3 separate regions of the Mus musculus genome follow, and regions 2 and 3 are each linked to region 1. Evidence: chromatin contacts called from public Hi-C and promoter capture Hi-C data. All regions are on one chromosome and are shown on one strand. The core of a region is the stretch at or near the end of the contact, and the rest is flanking DNA. Distances in the headings are between cores, read along the strand shown.

Region 1 (4,271 bases), core at 1,158-3,657:
AGAGGACCTGAGGCTTGGCACAGGGTGGTCGAGATTCCTGGCCCAGGGCTGCATTCTTCTTCCTTCTCTTCTATCTAGCATGATTTAATTTAAATAATTTCACATAGAACTACTTTCTTTAAATATCACAGAATGTTCCATAGGCTTTTGGGTTCTTAGTATATTATGGCATTTTTATGTGGCTTTTAAAAATCGCTGACCTCTTCATAAATTAAGACATTAATTCACTGGGACACGAACATTCAGTGGACCTATGTTGTCAGACAGAAAACCTGACGTATGAAGTAGTCAAGTCTCTAACATTGTATCTTTAAATTTTCAGATACTGATTTCACTAATATACAATCTAATATTAGAGCCCTGAGCAAAGGCTCACGCTCTAGTTTATGCCCAATCACCGCCTCACAGGAAGATCCTGGGCAAGTCACTTGACCTTCTTATATTTCAGTGTGTGAAACTAGCCATAAAACTGTGCAAAGCATGACCTCATTACAAACCCACTACACTTGAAAGCTAAGACGCGCTTTGATATGTTAAAGAATTCCAAAAGAGCACTCATTTGTAAAATATAAACAAACAGAAAATTGTTCTATGATGATTAAGATAATCCTAAGGTGAATAGCACTTAGCAAGTAAAGTCATGAAAAGGTTTCAGAGCACTTTATTCAGTGAATTTGTTAAATGACACAGGAAAGTATTGGACAGGTTTTGCAAAACCATAGATTGTAGCTATGTAACCAAAATAACTATAAGGGATGGAAGACTACCAGAAACAAAAGGACCCCAGTAATTAAACATATTTTCATTTTTAGGACATCATTTCTCCCTTGTCACTGCATACCAAATGTTAAAATGCACTTAGCTAACTTCCTTAGGAAGTCTGACAAAAAAAAAAAATCCAAATTCCTTTAGTAATCATTAGTTATAATAATGAGCTTGGCTATGTAGACCTGTAATTCATTGGATTATTGACTATGCTTTAAACTGAATTTTTATTAGTCTCTTTTCTGTGAACATAGGGATATTATGTGTCTGACTGTGAATGGTTTTTAAACCATTTGCAAGAGGGCCAGCAGTACCCTTGGGGGGGGGGGGCTGCCTGCTACAGCTTCTCCTTAAACAGCAGGTTAACCCTTTCTGTAGCATTCTAGGAAGAACAAATTGAAGCGCAGTCCCACAGCTGCTGACATACTGTCTGAGGTGATCCTAAGAAGTCCTCTGGCGTTTGCAATGTTCAGGGACATTTTTGAATCTTTTAAAACACCTATCTGCAAACTTTGACAAAGCCAGAAAAGAAAGGTAACTAGTCTTTCCAGAGAGGAGCATGCTAATCACACATTTTGCCACAATTTCTGAAAGAAGAAACAACCTGCAGCTTGTCCTGGCCTTGCAAACAAAAGATCAAATTCTGCGCTTTGTCTTGGCAAGAAACGAAACTGCAGCATTTTGTTAAGATTTTCTTCTTCTTCTTTTAAGTTCCAGGCTCCAAACTAAGACCTGAAACAGTTTTTGGTCGTCCCTGTCCCCACCCCCACCCTAGTTTACAGAAGAACAAAGAATAGTAAATTTAAAGGTTAAAACATTATTTAAGGACTATAATTAAGATTGTAATTAAGATAGTGGAGCACCCTACTAGAATCAATTGGCTGCACAAGTTCCAGCTGTAATCAGAGTGATCCTGTGTATCTTTCCCCTTCTTTGTATATATCAATTTATGAATTTCCAGGACCAGGACAATTAGGAAAAACTCAAAAGCGTGGGCTCTGAGGGCGACATAAGCCGCTCACTACGTTAATTTTGGAAGCAGGCCTAATAGAATTTGCCACAGGAAATAAGGAACAAACCTAGCAAGGGACAACTCTTCAAGCATCTTTAAAATTTTAGTAGGTATGTAAAAACACGAAAACTAGACTGGTTGAGCGTGTCAACACCACACAGACCTAGCAACTGAGCTTCTAACTGTGCCTCGGACAGTTCTCCAAAATGAGAAAAGTAACATTATCTGACCAATTTCTTCCCCAAGGCCAACCACCGTGTCCTCAACACAGTCCTCTCGCCTCTACAGCTAAGGTTGGATTCCGCCTCCCCGCGGCTGTCCTCAGCCCCTAGATCTCCTCCAGGTCCTCCCCTGTGGGGGACCCAGGATTGGTGGCTCTGCAACCTCGAAGCCACCAGGAGTGGTGGGAGGGGGGACACACAGGTGAAGTGGGGCTGAGTGACGGACACGCGCCTGGAAGCCCGGGACGGCCCCCCAGATTTCGCTACGCAGGCATTCCAGCTCTAGAGGACTCTTGCAGCAACAGACCAGCACCCTCGCTCAGGTCTCCGACTCCCCAGTGACCCCTGCCCGCGTAATGGGCCCGCCGCGCCGGGCGCGCCTGGGGGGCGGAGCCTTGCGGTGAGGTCCGGCTGCCGCAGCGCCGCCCTGCGCGAGGCGGTACTGCCGCGGCGGAGGGATACCGCGCACCGTATATATATCGCGGCACACAGGCTCGCGCTACGGCAGTGGTGCTGGGAGTCTCGTGTCCGTGGTGCCGTTACTCGAAGTCGGGCGGCGGCTGAGGCTCAGCGCACAACGCAGGTAGCGCGTTAGCAGCAGCAGAAGCGGAGGCACCTCGGCGGTCACAGCCCCTGCGCTGGTGCAGCCACCCTCGCCTGCTCCGTTCTTCCTTCCTTCGCTCGCACCATGGTAGGTTGGGATCGGCAGTGGCAGACGTAGCAGCTGCCCGAGCTTTCTGAACAGATTTGTAGTTGAGTCTTGGGGTCTCCCCCTTTTCCTGGTTGAGGTTACCCCCTACCCCATTTTGCCAGGTGTTACGCAGCAGCTGCAGTGAAAGGGGATGTATTTTCGGGTTTGCATCTCCGCTCTGGCTGCCAGAGAACCTCCTCTGAGTTTTGGGCGCCTCTGGGGCTGGACTCTACAGTGGGCTGTGCGCGGGCTGGAGCCGCTGCCACAGCTGCACCGGGGCCTTCCGCATCCACCCCCTCCGCCAGCCCCGCACCCACTGCATCCAACGCGCCGCACCCGGGCTGCCTGCAGCGCAGCGCCTCGGCCGGGGCCAGCGGGGCGGGGGAGCCGGGCGGGGCAGGCCGCGACGTCCCGGTAGTCAGTCCCCGACCGCGGAGAATGAATGGGTCGCGGCGAGCCGGGAGACGTACAGGGCTTGGACCGCGGCCTCGGGGTGTCCTCAGCCACCTTCAGACCCCCTGACCAGCCCAGTCGGGAGTCCCCCCTCGCTTGCGGTCCCCTCCTTCCTCCCGGGGGGCGCGGCGCGGGCGTGAGCTGGGAAGGAAGGAGCCGGGGAAGGGTGGGGTTGGGGGCAGGAAGGCGAAGGCTGGGGGGCGGAGAGGGCGGAAGCGGCCGCCCTGCGCCCGGGCGGGGCCCCGCAGGGTGGCCGCGCGCGTGGCTGGGCCGTGCGACCTCGGTCCCCCTCCCGGTGCCGCGCGAGACGGGCGCGATCGCTCGTGTCCGCGGGGAGGCCCCTTCCCGCGGGAGGTGCTCGGCTCGCGCTAATTGGGGCGGCAGGGCGGGGGAGGAGAGAGTTGGCGCGCTCCTCGGTTTCCATTAGAGACGCAAAGTTTCTGCTGGGGAGGAGGCGGCGGCAGGCTCAGTGCCTGGGGGAGCAGGAGCGGTGGGAGGTGCTGGAGATAGGCAGCACCACGGTCCTGGGGCCCCTTTGGGTCTTCACCCTAGTGCGGCCCCTCGCCCGGCATGCCCCTTGTCTCTCGCTGCTCCCTGGGCGGCAGGGAGATGCCCATCTGTACGTTTCCGCTTTCTCTGCCGCCTCTGGATTGCCAGATGCGAATATGTGGTTGGCCGTGTGCGTGTGCCGTAGCCCCCTTCTCCCTCGCCAGGCAGAGCTGACATCACCAGCAGCACCTTCAGCCCTGGCAAGGTGGCTAGGTCGTTCTCGGCAGGTTCTGGAACGCCTTTGACCCAAAGCCAGAATGACTTGGGGTTGAGGTGGGGGAGTCGTTGTCCCGAAGGTAGATGCACTTGACAGGCCTCTAGTCAGAGAATTTTCCCGAGGAGGTGGAACTCCTCTCCTTGGTGAGCTGGTTTCTCCTACGAGGTGTGACAGTGCTTCCTGTCGTGCAAGACTGACATGGCGAGCATTACATAAATCGTGTCTCCATTTGCCTTAAAAGTAGCTTCCAGTAATGGATAGAAGGGAAGACCCACTTAGAATTTAAAAAGTAGAAGTTCGTTCTCTCCCAAATCGATAATTAACTGAGTTGCCACGGAAAAGAAATGAGCTCCAGTGCCATCG
Region 2 (4,271 bases), core at 757-3,256, 2.5 Mb after region 1:
CTCCAAGAAAATGATATTTAGAAGCAGACGTTTTGGCAACATATCAGATAGTCACAAACCTAAAACTAGTTGTAGAACTGACCACAGCATTCAGTTGTGCTTTTTGATTGCACAGAATCGATAACTGATTTTAATAAAAGAAACTAAATATCTTAACCAGCCTTGGCTCAGGGTCTTCAGCATAAATGTGGGCAACACCTGAAAACTATTGATAACTGATAGCACCATCACATATGACTATTAAACATGCATATAAACTTTTGACTTGCTGGGACACTGTACTAGCAGAATGGTCTTTTGATTTAAATAATTATCAGTGTAGAATGACATCATTTTTATCAGTAAAACATTGGGGAGACATTCAGTAAACAACACGACAAAGGGCGAGTTACTTTGGCAGCATAAAGAGTGGATGGGCTGATCTCTGCAATGAGCTCTTCCATCTTGTTCTGCTCATGACAGCCTTGGGTCTTGGGTCAAGTGCAATAGCCTTCTAATTCGGCCTGAAGGAGGACCTCTTCTTCTTCGGCCTCCTTATCTTTTATCAGTGTCAGCAACTGCAGTAAGCCTGGGGCTGGGCTACCCTCCGGCAGCCCAAGCTCTCTTCGAACTGATTTGTGGACTGCCCCAGCAATGACTTGGTCTAGACGGGCCTGATTCACAACTTCTTTCTCAATTGCTCCTTTCTGAACCAGTTTCTGCAATAAAGGCTCCAACCTTAGAACATAGGCAGACAGCTTTTCATCAGTCTTCTGATAAGTAGTAAGGTATTTGACCTGCAATGCTCTAGGATTATCAATAATCCCAAATATTGTCTCAAGCGTCTTCAGGCATTCTGCAACTGTAATGAAGGGGTTGTTTATCTTGAGGACTCGAATAATTTCAAATGCTGGACCTCTAAGGCTCTCTATCAACCGCCTTCTTTTCTCTACATCTGACACCTGCCATGTTTTCATTACTTGGGAAGTATGAAACATCCAAGATTCAAATTCTTCCTCACCTGGTCCTGGAGGATCCCTGCCTGAGAACACACTCAGCTTTTTGTACCTCAGATACTGCAGGGTAGGCTTAAGGGCCTCATTTAATGCCTGTGCTAACATGGGTGCTCGAATTTCAGGGATCATTATGCCCGGGTCTAGGCCGAGAGGGTCATTCCGATTCCCAAGAACTCTGGTTAATTCACCCATCGTCATGCCCTCCCCCTTTAAAAACTCATTTAATCTGCACAAAAAGTCACTATCAGTATCAGGAGGCTTAAAGATCACTCTCCAGACACCTCCTTTTGCAGGTATTTCCTTGGGGACCAGGGCACTGCCAGTCTCTACTGTAAGCCCAATCAGGGCTACATTCTTGTTCTCATCCCTCCTGAACATCCTCCCAAGCAGTCTGTGTTCCCCTAAGGGAGCAAGGCCAGCCTGCAGGGCCTCCTCTATGTCTGCCACTCCGCAGGTCGGAGGGATGCCGGCAACCAATAGTGCTTTCCGAGGATTCATATCCATCCCTCTGCACCAGTCTTCTAGAAGTCTCAGTGTCATGGTGCTCAGAGTATTTAAATTCTAATTCGACCAGGGCGCCGCCGCCGCCGCCGCCGCTTACAGTGATGTGCGTGCTCGTCTCTTTAACACGCAGAGGTCCGGGAGCCTGAGAAAACAGAGCATCCACGTTAAGTTAACCGTGTCTGACTCCCGAGCAGTTCCTCCGCCCACCCGCCACAGGCGCTTAGAAACGAACGCCATCAGGATCACCTGCCCGTAGATACATCGCTTGGGTCCCGGAGAGGACGTCTGACCTTTGCGGGGTTTAGGAGAGACCCGGGCTCCCCGCGCCCGCCTCCCGGCCGAGGGCAGAAGAACGACCGCAGCAAACGCCTCAGGGAACAGACAACCGCCTCTGGAGGCGGCGCGAAGCTGACAGCCTGACGTCATGAGAGGCCGGCGCGCGTTTCCGGCCCTAGACGGAAGCTCTGAATGCGGCGGTATCCGGGACTGCGAGCGGGCGGGCCACTCAGGACAGGAAGGTGAGACCCGGGGCTGCTCGGCTTGGCTGTCAGGCTGGCCCGGCGTCCGGCCGGGAGCCGAGCTCGGGCCTCTGCAGGCCAAGCCTGGCGCCACTGCCCAGCTCAGCTCGGCGGCGGGTGCAGTGGGGGGCGGGCCCGGCATCTCCAGGTGGTTCCCCCCGCCTGGGGCTCCGGAGGGCGACGGGGCCCGCCGCCGCCGCGTGACCAGCCGTAGTCACGCTGAGCTTAATCACTACTAGCTCGTGCTCCCGCCGCCGCGCTCACCTTCTTCAGCTGCGCGACCCAGAGGGTTTCTCTTAAGGTGGCTTGTTCTGAAATGCCAAAGGCACCTGACTGTTCAGAACTGAGTGACTCTTGCTCGCTTGCAGGGGGAACAGGAAGATTTTCGGGACCACTGTAAGTGTTTGAAAGAGTTACCGTCTTAACTTGGGGACTCCGACGTTGGTTTAACGAGTAGAACTCAACCCAGTGCCCACGTCTGAAATAGTGTTAAGCCAGAAAGCATTTCAACTGTCAAGAGCAACGTCCTGTGGGGAAACTAGATGTTTCATTATCTGAAACGAAGGTGTACTGGGTCTACTCAAGCAAGAAGTGATGATTCATTCACTCTGGGGTTCACATAAATAACAGCACTCAGTAGACACTGAAACCAGTATTTTTATGTGCTTACAACTGTTATATAAAACCACCTGTAAGCTGTTTACAGCTGTTAAATCTTAAAATGCTCGTGCTTTTCAGAACTCTTGAATTTAAATCATGTGCACTTGGAATAGTTGCCATGGCAACATTATTAGACCTTAACAATAATTTTTCTGTGTTTGCATTGAAGGCACAGAGCATGGAGAATGATGAACTTCCGTCAGCGGATGGGATGGATTGGAGTGGGACTGTATTTGCTAGCAAGTGCAGCAGCGTTTTATTATGTTTTTGAAATCAATGAGACTTACAACAGGTTGGCTTTGGAACACATTCTGCAGCACCCTGAGGAGCCTCGGGAAGGAACCACATGGACACACTCCTTGAAAGCTCGGTTACTTTCCCTGCCCTTTTGGTTGTGGACAATTATTTTCTTGATTCCGTACTTACAGATGTTTTTGTTCCTTTATTCTTGTACGAGAGCGGATCCCAAAACAGTGGGCTACTGTATTATCCCCATATGCTTGGCAGTTATCTGCAATCGTCATCAGGCATTTGTCAAGGCTTCTAATCAGATCAGCAGACTACAACTGATTGACACATAACACCCATCACCGGTTTCCCTTATTGTAAGACTGCCAGCACTGTATAGTGGCTGACCACAAGACTGCAGTTTCTTCACAGGTCTCAGGAAGTTGTGGTGGAACGAGACTTAAAAAGTGACAAGAGGACTGACTACTTTATCTGAATAATGACTTTTTAGGTAAAGCCTGAAATATAGTACTACACAATCATGTTGATGACTTCAGAGTTTGGAAGTAAAATAGTGGCTTGTAACCTGCAGTCTTTAGAAACTTGAATAAGCGCCTGAATTTTTTTATTTCTATTCTATGTGCAACATAGTATGATTCAGAAATTTTTCCATTGGGGAAAATATTTCCATTGTGTTAAATGTAAAAAGGTCTGACCATGATCATAAAATTTAAATTTTATACAATTACTTTGCTTGCTTTAAAAATTTTCAGACTAAGACACTAATCCTGCTTTCAGTTTACATGGAATTGGTAGAAAATTAATGAGATGGCTATCACCTTTCTGTTTTTTTCGGGGGAGGTGGGTAGGTAGGGGAGAGTGCTGGGGATAGAATCTAAGCCTTTGTGCTTTTCAAGACAGTTACTCAGTGTGCCCTGGCTGTCCTGGAACTTGCCCTGTAGATCAGGCTGGCTTCAAATTCTTGCCTGCCCCTGCCTCCCCAACAGCTGGGATTAAAGGTTTGTGCCACCACCAACCCATTGCTTTTTGTACTTTTACCACTGAATTACATTTCCAGCCATGATGATGGCTATTTAGATACACAGAATTTGTTCTTTTCTTTTTGGGTAATGGCTATCTAAACCACTAATCTATAGTTCTTTGAAAAACTATGTAGGAACTGAACAGATGAAATGGTTGAAGTCTAGAAATAACACAGACACCAGGTGTACCAGCACAGATCACTGAAGAGATATTGTTCCTTTCCTGGGTGAAATCAGGGTATCCAGTGGTAGTAGTACTAACACATTTCACACCATTTTAATAACCATGGCTTTTGAGTCATTGCTTTAGAGCTACAACAACA
Region 3 (4,271 bases), core at 923-3,422, 2.2 Mb after region 1:
TAAAAACACAAACAAACAAACAACAACAAAAAATGGGGCCTCATATGGTACACACCTTAATCCCAACACTCAGGAGGCAGAGGCAAGCCTATTTCTGTGAGCTGAGTCAAGCCTGGTCTATATAGTGAGTTACAGGACAACCAGGATTACGTAGAGACCATGTCTCAAAAAAAAATAAGTATAATAATAACAGCAACAATAATAACAGGAACAACAATGAGCATTTCTCCAAAAGAGTCACAGGAAAATTCCAGAAGCAGAGTTTTTACTTCAACACTGTGAAGTGGGACATGTTTTGCTTTGTTTAGTTTTGTTTAGTTTTGTTTAGTTTAGTTTTGTTTTGTTTAGTTTTGTTTTGTTTTGTTTGGGTTTTCTGGGTTAACAGCATTCACATCACATACACAATGGTGGGCCCAGAAGAGCAAGAGCCAGAATGTCCCATCACTACTATCCCTGGAGCTGTCACAATGCTGTCACCCAATGCTTTACTCATGTGTCCCTAGCAATGCTGGGGACAACAAGCCACTGTGCTGCCAGCCTCATAATTATGTGCAGGACATGACCCTCCACTGGTTTGTGTGTGGCTCCAGAGAGTCCTCCCAGTTACTATAAATAGAAAACGCTCTGCAGGCCGCAGCCTCGCTCTTCTCCTGCACACTGTACCATCTCTGATCGTACCTAGCAGCCCCACAGTGAGTGCCCTACACCATCCAGGTTCCTGTGAAAGCCCCACACACACAGCATACACATAGCAACATCGCCTACTGACACATATGTCCAAGAATGTGTCCCCATCAATAAACAGTGTCTTGGGCATGGTGTAGTCTCTCTCTTCCTACCACTGCTCTAACTCCCCTGGGGGTGACTGTGGTGCCCTTCTGGTCTTCAGTGTGACCTCCTCTAACACTTTCTACCCTACAAACCCGATAAGGTAAAGAGAAATCTACACTAAAAGCAGCTCACTGGGTATTCAGGACAACACCTAAATTCCCCACCCCACTAAAGGGCATTTGAGATACACGTGACATCCTCCTGCATCAATTCACTCCACACATGTAATCCCTTAATCCAAACAGGCTCCACAATCCCAGGTCCAAAAAACGCTGTTCACAACTTCACCTTGCTGTTCTCCAGGTAATGCACACCCCTCCTCCGACCCACTAGCCACTCCCTATCTCCATGGCTCCAACTTCACCCCTCTCCCCTCCACACCAAGTCCTAGTTCCTCCCAAATGAGGTTTGGGTGTTGTCTCTGTACACAAAGGACTATCTCTACCCCCAACAAAATAAATTCGTCTCAAAAATCTTTGCAAAGAACACAGCATGGTGCCCCAACCCTGTAATTCTGGCCTTCAGAAAGCTGAGGCAGGAGGGTCGCTGAATTCAAAAACCAACCTCATGGCTACATGTTGAGTTTGAGGAGGCTGTCTCAAAGCAAAGAAAAGCTTACCTTACTTACTCCAGCCCAATAAATATTTGGTTTGCAGACCCAGAGTAAAGAATATTCCATAGGGCATACAGCTGTAGACCACAGGGCGAGTTTCAAATCCTGACCACTCATTTTCATCTATAAAATGGACCACGTGACAGACATTCCATCCTCCAGCCCTTAGGGTCTACTGTACTTAACACAAAATAATCCTAACCCTATGGGGCCAGGGACCACAAAGGCTAGCTTTCACTATCAAGGAGCATGTGAGCCTCCCTGAAACCCACTAGCTCTCGCCAGGAATATTTGGGGTATTCCTGTCGGGGTGTTTTTGTTCAGATCGGGAATCGCCCCTGTCTACTGGTGTACTGATTCAAGTTAAAAACATCAACAACAAACCCGGGACTCTGCCAAGAGCTGCCTGGCTGTGAAACCTTAGTAAACCGACTCCTCCTCCTGCCTCAGTTTCGCCCTCCAGGGCAACCCGCCGTTCCAGCAAAGCACACTCGCGACACAAACAAGTCTCCGGCTAGGAGCTTTCAGAAGGGAAATATTACTCAGAAAGGGTCGAGGGATGGAAAGCCTAGCCAAAAACCGCTAAGTCACCTCTCATGGGGCGCGGGTCCTCCCCGGGGTCCCCGATTACCTGGGCGGGTGATCGCCGCGGTGACTGCAGAACCGTGGGAATTCCGGGCGTCGCGCAGACTCAGAGCAGCCACCTCTAGAGTCCGCCCCGCTGTGATTGAGCTGCGGCAACACAGATCGCTGAGCCCGGGCTACCTGCGCAGCCTGATTTGTGCAGCCTCGGAGTGTGGCGTATAAGGAAACCAATAGAAGCTGAGACTGAGGCCGGCAAGCCAGAAAGACTACGAATCCCAGTGTGCGTGGGCGGGGCTTCGGACCCTGTGGGCGGAGCTTTAGGGCCCTGTGGTCAGAGGTTGGGGCTGCGTCTTCTCAATGAGCTAGGCATGAGCACCTAGGTGTCTGGGGACTCTACGGACAGTGAGTGAGAAGTCGCGCGAACTAACTGGTCTCCAGCCTTGTCAGCGCACTGGACCTACGGATGCTACCCCGTAGTCCACCCACAACAAAGGACTGTTGTTTTGGGGTTTTTTTTGGTCTGCCTTGGCCTATGATCACAACACCCACCCCACCCCCAACCTCCAGAAATGTATGGCCACCCCAGCTCTACAGACAAGACATCTGACAAAATCAAGGAGCTTAATTTTTTTCAGGCTCCCAAGACACTTTCAGTGGCGGAAGCTAACCTTAGTAGTCTGGTTCCTGAATGCTAAAATCCTAATTCCCTGTCACGTCCCAAGTGTTCGGTGTCACAGTGAGCTGGAGAGGAAGTAAAATACTCTATATGCAAGTTCCAGAAGCTGGTGCTCAGTGAATGAGTTGGATGGAGTTGTGACAGAGTTCATGTAGTCTTGCCCGAGTATACCAGGACCCAAAACAGGGCCAACTCATTTGGCCTGGGGCTTACTGGTCAAGCTAGACTGCTGGCCAGTGAATCCAGGAGATCAGCTGTGTCTTTCTCCCTAATGGTCACACAAGTTTGTTACACTTTGAGCCATTCCCCACCCCACCCCCCGTCCCTGAATCTTTCCCCCTCCTCCCCCCAAGTCTTAGGCCTGGCAACCCACAGCAGGTCTGCTCCCTATCTCGGTTAATAAGATCATAGCCGCATCTGCCAGCTTAGTATTATCTCTGGCCATGTTTGCAGACAAGGAGAGTTGAATCATTGTGAGAGACTGTAAGGGCAGCAAAATGAAGATAACAACGGACACTTGGAAGAAAACATTTGCTGTCACTGACCTTAGCATACGGCCACATGGCCTAGGATCACAGCTTGGAGGTGACCTTGGGCTTCAAGTCAAAACCCTATGATGAAACATGCCTTCCGGTCTTCCACCGTGAGTATTTGAAGCACATTCATGGACTCACTGAACATATTTACCAGGCCCCTTTAAGTGCCACACATAGCCAAGTATTGAGATAAATAGGATTTTATTTCTTCCCCTTGGGCATTAGAAATGTGTCCTTAGCCACTTCCTATCTCACCCAAAATAAAAGGTAAACTTTGACGGTTAGGCCTTAATAATGAAAGGGACATCCTGGCCTGTGGCCTGATGTGTTCAGACAAAGGACCTGGGAAAACCTTTTCCCTCCCTCAGCAATAGTTGAGTTGAGTGGACCAGAAGAGAAGGCACTGTAAGTGGATACCTAGTAGAAGATGCTGGGGGTTGCCAAGGTGATAGCCGGGGAGCCCAGGAGACCTGCAAGGCGATGCCAGAGAGGTCTGAGTCCAGGCCTGGGAGCACAGTTGAGCTCTGCTTTCAAGTTATCTGGATTCAGATTTCAACCCCACACCCACTACAAGCGTCTTGCCCGGAACTAGCTCATCTTCTCGGTTTCCTCATACCTGGCAGCAGCTAAGTGCCCCATAAATATAAGGTTCAATGGTCCCTTGGGCAGTGGGTGTAACTTGAGAATTCTTTTCTTTTCTGGGACAGGGTTTCTCTGCGTAGGCCTGGATGTTCTGGAACTTTCTCTGTGGACTAGGCTGGCCTTGAACTCAGAGATCTGACTGCCTCTACCTCCAGAGTGCTGGGTGGGAATAAAGGAGTGTGTCACCTCTGCCCTCTTGAGAATTCTAATGAGGAAAAACAAGGTAGCTTGGTATGGTTGAATACACCTATAAATCCCAATGCCTGGGAGACTGAGGCAGGGACATTGCCTTCAGTTCAAGGCCAGCCTGGGCTATATAATGAAACCCTGTCTCAAAAAATATAAAAAATAAAATAAGATAAAATAAAGAGAGAAGGGAGGGAAGAGA

Evidence for each region. Hi-C and Micro-C count contacts between places; a contact is called where the count stands out from the background. Capture Hi-C pulls out chosen DNA fragments and counts their contacts.
Region 2: a contact with region 1 is called in a promoter capture Hi-C map of adipose tissue, with 4 times the contacts expected there. The contact joins the promoter of Tmem251 here to the promoter of Calm1 in region 1. A contact is called at or near these places in 1 of 115 datasets of contacts at active chromatin or transcription factors (astrocytes) and 2 of 9 other capture datasets (adipose tissue and liver).
Region 3: a Hi-C map of B cells shows a contact between it and region 1, with 5 read pairs. The contact joins the promoter of Lgmn here to the promoter of Calm1 in region 1. A contact is called at or near these places in 2 of 39 promoter capture datasets (both in liver) and 1 of 484 Hi-C or Micro-C datasets (B cells).

What each region holds. Positions count from the first base shown.
Region 1 is chr12:100,197,028-100,201,298 of GRCm38.p6, forward strand. It overlaps Calm1 (calmodulin 1), which reads left to right and starts at 2,408. Exons shown (of 6, transcript NM_009790.5): 1 at 2,408-2,689. The coding sequence starts at 2,687.
Region 2 is chr12:102,741,754-102,746,024 of GRCm38.p6, forward strand. Tmem251 (transmembrane protein 251) reads left to right here and starts at 2,007. Exons shown (of 2, transcript NM_177140.4): 1 at 2,007-2,413; 2 at 2,847-3,653. The coding sequence starts at 2,334. The coding sequence ends at 3,258. It overlaps Gm20604 (predicted gene 20604), which reads right to left. Exons shown (of 2, transcript NM_001142939.1): 2 at 1-1,641. The coding sequence ends at 1,619. Moap1 (modulator of apoptosis 1) reads right to left here and starts at 1,908. Exons shown (of 2, transcript NM_001142937.2): 1 at 1,790-1,908; 2 at 1-1,641. The coding sequence starts at 1,535. The coding sequence ends at 477.
Region 3 is chr12:102,437,556-102,441,826 of GRCm38.p6, forward strand. It overlaps Lgmn (legumain), which reads right to left and starts at 2,173. Exons shown (of 14, transcript NM_011175.4): 1 at 2,076-2,173.